Regions from separate parts of the Sus scrofa genome. Here region 1 is linked to region 2. The links are chromatin contacts, called in public HiChIP or PLAC-seq maps. All regions are on one chromosome and are shown on one strand. Each heading gives the region's core, a stretch centred on a gene start, on an enhancer-like site or on the middle of the called end of the contact. The rest is flanking DNA. Distances are from core to core; before and after follow the strand shown. Region 1 holds the start of SBSN (suprabasin). Region 2 holds the start of FXYD5 (FXYD domain-containing ion transport regulator 5).

Evidence for each region. HiChIP or PLAC-seq counts read pairs in DNA pulled down with a chosen protein or histone mark.
Region 1: a contact with region 2 is called in an H3K27ac HiChIP or PLAC-seq map of alveolar macrophages. The contact joins the promoter of SBSN here to the promoter of FXYD5 in region 2. A contact is called at or near these places in 1 of 5 promoter capture datasets (fetal liver) and 1 of 2 datasets of contacts at active chromatin or transcription factors (alveolar macrophages).

Annotation. Positions count from the first base shown.
Region 1 is chr6:44,965,332-44,969,179 of Sscrofa11.1, forward strand. It overlaps SBSN (suprabasin), which reads right to left and starts at 1,261. Exons shown (of 4, transcript XM_021097160.1): 1 at 1-1,261. It overlaps GAPDHS (glyceraldehyde-3-phosphate dehydrogenase, testis-specific), which reads left to right and starts at 3,634. Exons shown (of 12, transcript XM_021097231.1): 1 at 3,634-3,848.
Region 2 is chr6:44,680,562-44,684,376 of Sscrofa11.1, forward strand. FXYD5 (FXYD domain-containing ion transport regulator 5) reads left to right here and starts at 1,684. Exons shown (of 9, transcript XM_021097213.1): 1 at 1,684-1,824; 2 at 2,565-2,616. The coding sequence starts at 1,699. FXYD7 (FXYD domain-containing ion transport regulator 7) reads left to right here. Exons shown (of 12, transcript XM_021097203.1): 12 at 884-1,285. The coding sequence ends at 906.

The DNA of each region.
Region 1 (3,848 bases), core at 11-2,510, 280 kb after region 2:
GTGCTCCAGCCGCGCAGGTCTTCTGCCTGCTCCATTCCTGCCTCACGGCTGTTGCACAGGTTATTTTTGAGGCCTGGAATGTAGAACGCATGTTTTCACTAGGTGGGTTCTTCCTCATTCTCTTCTTGGCTCAAGTGTCCCCTTGCCCAAAAAACCCTCCCTAGCCAGCTCCTGGTTATACTCCGTACTATCATCCTTTAGTTTTTATAGCTCTTCCCACGGTCTGAAATTACCTCCTTTATTGTCTGTCTCACCTATCAGATCATAAGCTTCCAGAGGACCTTGTCTATATTGGTCACTGCTATATCCCCAAGCTTCTAGAACACCGCCTGGGGTTCAGTAAATATTCATAGGTTGAACAAATGGATAGGTGAGAAGCCAGAGGAAGAGAGTCCAGGCCTGAGCCTGAGTCTCAGAGGGTGCTGGGGGGATGGTTGCCTGGATCCCCAGGGCAGCAGGAGGTCCCTGGGAGAAGGCTGCAGGTTTGGGAGCCAGGATCACATTCCTGGCCTGTCTCCCAGCCCTTGGGCAAGGGCAGGGTGCTGATTGCCATGAGCTGGGACAGGACGCAGTGTCTCCTGAAAAGCCGGTTGAGGCAGCCCAAGGGAGGGGCTGAAGAGCCGGGGCAGCAGGAGACTGTCAGCCAGAACTTGGGCTGAGGGCCAGGAGCGCATCCTTCCTGCTCTCCTCCCCCTGAGGCCTCTTAAGTCCCAACCTGGAGCCCCAAGTGTGGACATATTACCAAGTGCTGGGAGTTTGGCTAGGTGTGAGCAGGGGCGTCGAAGGAAGGGGTGGGCGGTGGCTGGTAGGTCTGTCGCAGCGTAACCCTCTAGCACCGGTTCAGAGGGAAGCAGAGGCCAGAAGGATGCAGGCTGGTGGGTGAGTAGAGCTGGGTGCAGGGGTGAAAGATGTTTGCATTGTGGTGCCAAGGGGAGAGCCTGGGGGCGGGGCTGGAGCTGGGACTGGACTGCGGGTGGGAAGGCCAGGCAGGAAGGAATGCGCAGGGTGTGAGCAAGTGGGGGCGGCAGGGCTATGTGTGTGAGTGCCCAGGTGTGGCAAGAAGCTCTCTGCCCGTGTTTTCAGGCTTGGCTCAACAAGGGTGACAAGGGCCCACTCCCCTTGGAGGACCCAGGGTTCCACCCCAGCTCCTGGGCACTTGGCTCCACCCAGAACCGGGACTCCCAGACCCAGGAGCTCCTTTCTGCCTTCTCTAGGCTCTGCCTATAGAGGGTGACTAAGGGTGAGCAGGGTGTGAACCAAGCTGGGGCTCACCAAATCTGTTTCCCAGTTTCACAGTGCAGGGACAAGGCCACATCCCTGGGTCACTTCAGGTGTAGCTCTTCTGCCCTCATGCAGCACCTGAAGGATGGAGTTTCCTGTGCCAGGAGGTGGCTGGGTGGTGAGCTTCAGAATCCTGATCTGCCCCAAGCTTGAGAGCTGGGGTCTCTCCGTCAGAAACGGACTCCATTTCTCTTGGTTCCCCCCCCCCCGCCCCCTCCTACCCCTTCTGCGAGCCTCGGCCCCTCTCCTCGGTGCTTCACTCCCATTTGCCACTACCTGACTCAGGACGCTGGCCTCTCCAAAGCGGAGATGAGCCTGGGCCTTTGCCCTTCACCCTCCTCTCCTGGGGCGAGTGGTGGTTTCAGCAGCTGAGCTCTCTCCCAGTGCCCCCAGAGCACCCCCACTGTGAAGGTGAGCAATGAACGCACACACAGGGTGCCTGCCACACCGCAGGGCCTCAGGGCTCGTGCCTACCCAGGGCCTCTCAGCACAGGAGCCGCCCTGGGGCTGCCCAGCTCTGGTCAGGCTCTGTAGCAGGTCCTGTAGGATGGCAAACTTTTGTTCTCCATGCTTCAGCAGATCTTGCCCATCGGGATCTGAATCGACCTTTGGGAGGAGAGAGCTTAACTCCTAGTTTCTTCTCTTGTTATTGGCCTGCTCAGATTTGCCATTTCTTTTTTTTTTTTTTTTTTTAACGGCCACACCCACAGCATATGGAAGTCCCCAAGCTAAGGGTCGAATCAGAACTACAGCTGCCAGCTTACACCACAAGCCACAGCAACACGGGTCTGAGCCCCACCTGTGACCTACACCACAGTTCCCAGAAACACGGGATCCTTAGCCCACTGGGTAAGGCCAGGGATTGAACCTGCATCCTCATGGACACTAGTCAGGTTCGTTTCCACTGAGCCATGGCAGGAACTCCCTGCCATTTCTTTTGGTGCCAGTTTTGATCCCTTATAGTTTCTAAGAAATTTTTAACTGCATCTAGCTTTTCACAGATACAACTGTAAAGTTGTACAAAATCCGTCCCTTTTCAGTCCTGATTTTCTTGGTGCACTTTTCCCCTCGCCTTGACTGCACGATGTTAAATCTGCCCTCCTTCATTCTGTTTTTTGGTCTTGGTTCACTGGAATCTCCCCAGCTGTACCCTCAGTTAACTCTCAGTTCCACCTCTCCCGGGCTGTCCAAGGAGGAGGGCCTCACCCTTACTCTGTGCCATGGCAGGTGCTCAGCAAACTGAGTTCCCGTGGAGGTTTGGGGAAGGAAGAGGTTATGTCATTCTGCCGCTTCTTGTTTCCACACCTGTCTCTGGGATGATGACTCCTTCCTGGCCTAAACCCTCACACCCCCTAAATCTTGGTCACAGCTGTGTGTCAACTGGCCCTGCAGGTGAAGGTGCCTGCCCATGAGTCACAGGTGGGCAAGTAAGCCCCTTACCCCTAGGGCTTTGGGGGAAGGGAGTCGCGGGTCCATCTGTGCTTTCCCTAATGTTTACTGAAAGCCTGCTTCATGTCAGGCATAGCATTAGGAGCTGGGGGACCAGTGAACAGAACAGAAAAGAATGGGCCAAACGGCCCAACAGGGAGACAAAAGACAAATAAATCAGTACCTAAATCATGGCAAACCACATAAAACGCCATGAGAAAAGAGCAGGGTGTTGTGAAAGAATAAGACTTGGGGGTTTCTCTAAGACTGGGGCTCGGAAGAAACCTCAGGAGGTGACATTTATTCATTCATTCTGGTAATTAGTCATTGAGCAAGCACATTTCAAGTGCCAAACATTCTTCCAGTCAATGGGGTACGAAAGTGACAAAGGCAGACAAGCACTCTAGTGGGCAGAGACAAGCCGCAAGAAAACCAATGAAGGGAGTTCCCATCATGGCTCAGTGGTTAACGAATCCGACTAGGAATCATGAGGTTGCGGGTTCGATCCCTGGCCTCGCTCAGTGGGTTAAGGATCCGGCGTTGCTGTGAGCTGTTGTGTAGGTCCCAGACGCAGCTCCGATCCTGCATGGCTGTGGCGTAGGCCAGTGGCTACAGCTCCGATTCGACCCCTAGCCTGGGAACCTCCTTGTGCCACAGGAGCAGCCCTCAAAAAGGCAAAAAAAAAAAAAAAAAAAAAAAGAAAGAAAACCAATGAAGAGGGACAGGAGCTGTGAGGAAAATTAACATGCAGGCTGTAACCCTAGAGTAGTTCTGCATATCGGAGTATTTAACCCAGGATGGGAGCCGGACCAGGCTTCCTGGAAGATGACAGATGTAGGGAGTGGAGTGAAGGGCGGACAGTGACTGAGAGAGAACATGAGCTGGGGAGTCAGGAGGGCTTTTCTTAGAGGGCGACACTGGAGGGAAACCAAGAGGCAGCCAAGGGAAGACCTGGGCAGGGCTTCCAGGCAGAATGAAATAGCTACAGTAACTATCCAGAGGAGGGTGGGGAATGGCATGGCGCCAGTGTGCCCAAGGAGAAAAAAGAAGAGAAAAAGCATTCTGAAGATCAGTGTAAAGTGTTGGATTCCATTCCAGACGCTATTGATGGACTTGGAACGGTGGTACACAGGGGGTGG
Region 2 (3,815 bases), core at 434-2,933:
AGAGATTTTATAAACTGATATTGAAAAAGAGGGAACATGGGAGAAAATATGAGGACCGTGAGGATGGAAAGTACAGGATAAACGGTGAAGAGGATGGGAGTGTAAAGAGGTGAAGGGTGCAAGAGGGGAGCCTATGAGCATCCCCACAGAGGATGAGGGGGCAGGAGTTGTGAGAGGGGGTGGAGAGGGGAGGTGGAAAGCGAGAGGGGATGGTGTGTAGGGGTAGAGGGTGGAGGGGGTGGAGGGTGGAGGCAGGTGGAGGGTGGAGGGGTGGAGGGTAGAGGGGTGGAGGGTGTAGAGGTGGATGGTGGAGGAGGGGAGAGCGAGTGCAAGGGGAGGGAAAGTGTAAAGGACGATGGGGAGAGATGTAGGATGTGGGGGGATAAGCATGTAGATGAAAGATTGTGACTCCTTGGGGGTGTTAATTTTAATTATGCAAAAATATCTTGACCTGTTTTTAGTGGAACTGTGTCCTTTCCAGGGACTTTTTAAAAATCAGAGATGGATGGGAATCTCTCTGCCTCTTAGAAAGGGCATAGAGGGCAATGGAGACTGCCTTTCTGGCAGGGGGATGCCCCGGAAAAGCCCAGGCTAGGCCAGGGTAGGGTCTCCAGCCTCATCACAGGGGTATTCCCCTCGTGACAGTGTCCTGTGGGACAGGACAAAAGCCACCGAGGAGTCCCTGTAGGAGCCAGACAGCAGGGTGTAGAGAGGCAAGACACCTCCCCAGGAGTTGCTCAGGGGTGACAGTCCTGGAGGTCTGGCTTCCAAGGTGGGAGTGAAGGGTCCACTGGTAGTGGGGAGGGGGCTACCTCCACCCCTCTTGTCACTGACTGACACCTCCTGGCCCCCTCACTCTCTCTTTCTCTCTCTCCCCTCCCAGCCCCTGGAGGTGGTGGTGTGTAAAACCAGCCCTGGGCACCTCCGCTGCTGTCCCTGCCTGAGTGCGGGAGCCTGAGGTCCGGGTGGAGGCGGTGGGGACCCCAGCCTTGCCCCGGGAGCGCTTCCCTGAATGAGCCGCCCCACCCACTCCAAGGCTGGAGCCGCCGCACCTCCCCAGGCCTTGGCAATGACGACCCCCCAAAGAGCCCGTCTGCATCCCAGATCCAGGGACCCAGGCCTCCAGCTCCTGGGGTCCAGGAGTCCACCCTCAGCCCCCCAGAATCCCCGTGTCCCTCTTCCCGGCACCTCCCTGTCTCCTCTCAGAAGATCCGTTCCCCCCGCCCCACCTCCCGCATCCCCGGTGTCCATGTCTTGAGCTTAATAAATGTGCATTTGGTTTTTCCCCTGTTCTGTCTGTGTGTTCTCATCTGTGGGGACAGAATGGGGGAGGGGGCAAAACTGAACGTGGGGAGCTCGCTCCGCCGCCCCAGACTTCCCCCTCCTTCCCCTCCCCAGTCCGCCAGTCCCCCCTCCCTCACAGCCCCTCAAGCGTCCCTTCTCCTCCCTCAGTGCCCCCCTCCAGGCGCCCCTTGCCTTCTCTTCCCCCTCCCCAGACCCCAGAGCAGACCCCACCCCCACCCCAGGGTGCACCCACCCTGCCCAGACCTGCGCGCCCCGCTCCCCGCCCCCACCCGCCCCCAGGCAGGGTGGGTGCAGGCCTCGGCCCTGCTTCTCATCTCTGCCCCCCCATCCCCCTCAGCGTCTCCCCCCTCCTGCTCCCACCCCCGGCTCTGAAGCCAGGAAACCCAAGAGGAAATGACTGAGCCCGTCTCGGTCCCCGCCCGCCAGCGCTCCCCTGGCCACACCCTCCGCCTGGACGCCGCCACCACCGCCGCTGCCCTCGCCGCACGAGGCTGCTGGCTCGGGACCCCCAGCTCTGAAGTGAGTCTCTCCTTCCATCCTCCTCCGCCCGCTCCCCTCGGCCCAGGGGCTGGGCTCAGGTGGGGAGGACGCTGACCTTTCCCGGGCCTCTCCGCCCCCATCCCTGCTCACCTCTCCCGCCCGCCCGCCGCGCGCCGCTCCCACCCTGTGCCGCCGGCTGCCTTCCCTCCTGCCTCAGTCTCCCCAGCGCTCCTCCAGCCCTCCCAGCTCTGCCCAGCATCCTGTTCTATTGTCCCTGCTGCGAGGCCCCTCGCACCAGCTCACTTTTTCCTCTGAGATCAGGAGCACATTACTCACTCTTCCTCTTTCCCCCTCCTTGCTGACGACTCTGCTCTGAGAACAGCCCCAGCGGGAGGGCCCAGGCCCTCAGATCTACTCCTGGGCCCGATACCCCTCGCCTTGCCCTGCAGGGTCCGTCGGGGGCCAGCTGGTCAGTGCTTCTCTGCCTCAGGGCTGGCCCTGTGCAGTGGCTGCTCCTGGAAGCCTGGTTTAGTCGGATGCTTCTTGTTTTCTTTGGGGACCTGGAGAGGAAGAGACAGAGTGACTGCTGGGGACTCCCACTTCTGAGACCCTCCCCCTGGCTTCCGTCTGTCCCCACAGCCAGTGGTCAGCCCCGGCAGGTGTCCTTGAAGCCAGAGGTGCCTGCTCAGGGTAAGGAAGGGGGCTGCAGATTCTCCTGGGTGGCTCTGGGCCGCCCCACTGACATCATGGCTGACCCCCAGCTCTGGCTTGCCCCATAGATGTCGCCCTCTGATTGCCTGTGTCTCATCATCACTGGCCTGATTCTCCCAGGTAAGCCCCAGCCCTGGTCTCCACCCTGCCTGCTGCAGGGTCCTCAGCCCCACTTGGGGTGCGTGTGCTGCTGGGTGGGCGGATGGTGGGTTTGGATGCTCTGTCCTGTGTCCTCTGTCCCCTACTGAGCCGGCACCAGGAAATGGGGGCCTGATGAGGGGGCCAACGTTACACCCTCTTTAGATACCTTGGACCTAGGTGGCTGCTTCCAGCGTGTCTGGCTGGGGCCTGTCCTGCTGAGAATCTTCCATTTCACCTCCAAGGAGAACGCACTGAGTTTGGTTTGGCAGGAAGATGCGTATCGGTTTTCTGCTTGGCAGTCAGGAGCCCCACGTTCCCAGCAAAGCATCTCCCTGGATCCTGGGGTGATGTACGATTAGGGAAAGGGGGTGAGCTGGGGCCAGTCCAGGAGCTGGAGATGTCTCAGCCTTGCCTGACAAGTGTTTTCTCAAAGCAATACCTGTGATGGGCCTTGGCGAGGGCTTTCTGCATGGAAGGTGCTGTGTTCATGAGCTCGTTTCCACTTCAGCTCTACTCTGTGATGCTCTTGGCATGCCCATTTTACAGAGGAGGAAACTGAGGCTCAGTGAAGTGCTCTGTGCCAGAGGCTAGTGAGTGGAGGGGCTGGGCTGCAACCTTGGAACCCAGAGCAAACTCTCCACTGAAGCTACCCCATTTCTCTTTGATAAAATGGTTTGCATGTGTTCATTCAGTCATTCAACAAGCATTCACGGAGCAGCTCCATGTGCCAGCTCTTATTCTATGCACTGGGGAAATAGCAATGCATGTTCCGGTTGGAAAGACAGATAATAAACCATCCATCGGTAAATTAATATAGTGTGTTAGAAGATGATACATGCTTTGGAGAAAAATACCGAAGATGAGGGTTAAGGCGATCAGGAAAGATCTCACCAGAAAGTGACATTTGGGCAGACACATGAAGGAGAGGAGGAGACAAGCCCAGCTGGTACGTGAGTGCTGCCTGAAGAGTGTGAGCAACAGCAGGCAGGCTAGGCTGGGTTGGGGTGAATGGGGCAGAGTGGAGGAGGAGAGGTCAGAGAGGTGACAGGGGATCAGGTGGAGGAGAGACTTATGGCTTTTTTTTTTTTTTTTTTTTTTGGCCTTGCCCATGGCATGCGGAAATTCCCAGGCCAGGGATAGAACCTGCGCCATAGCCGTAACCAGAGCCATAGCCAGAT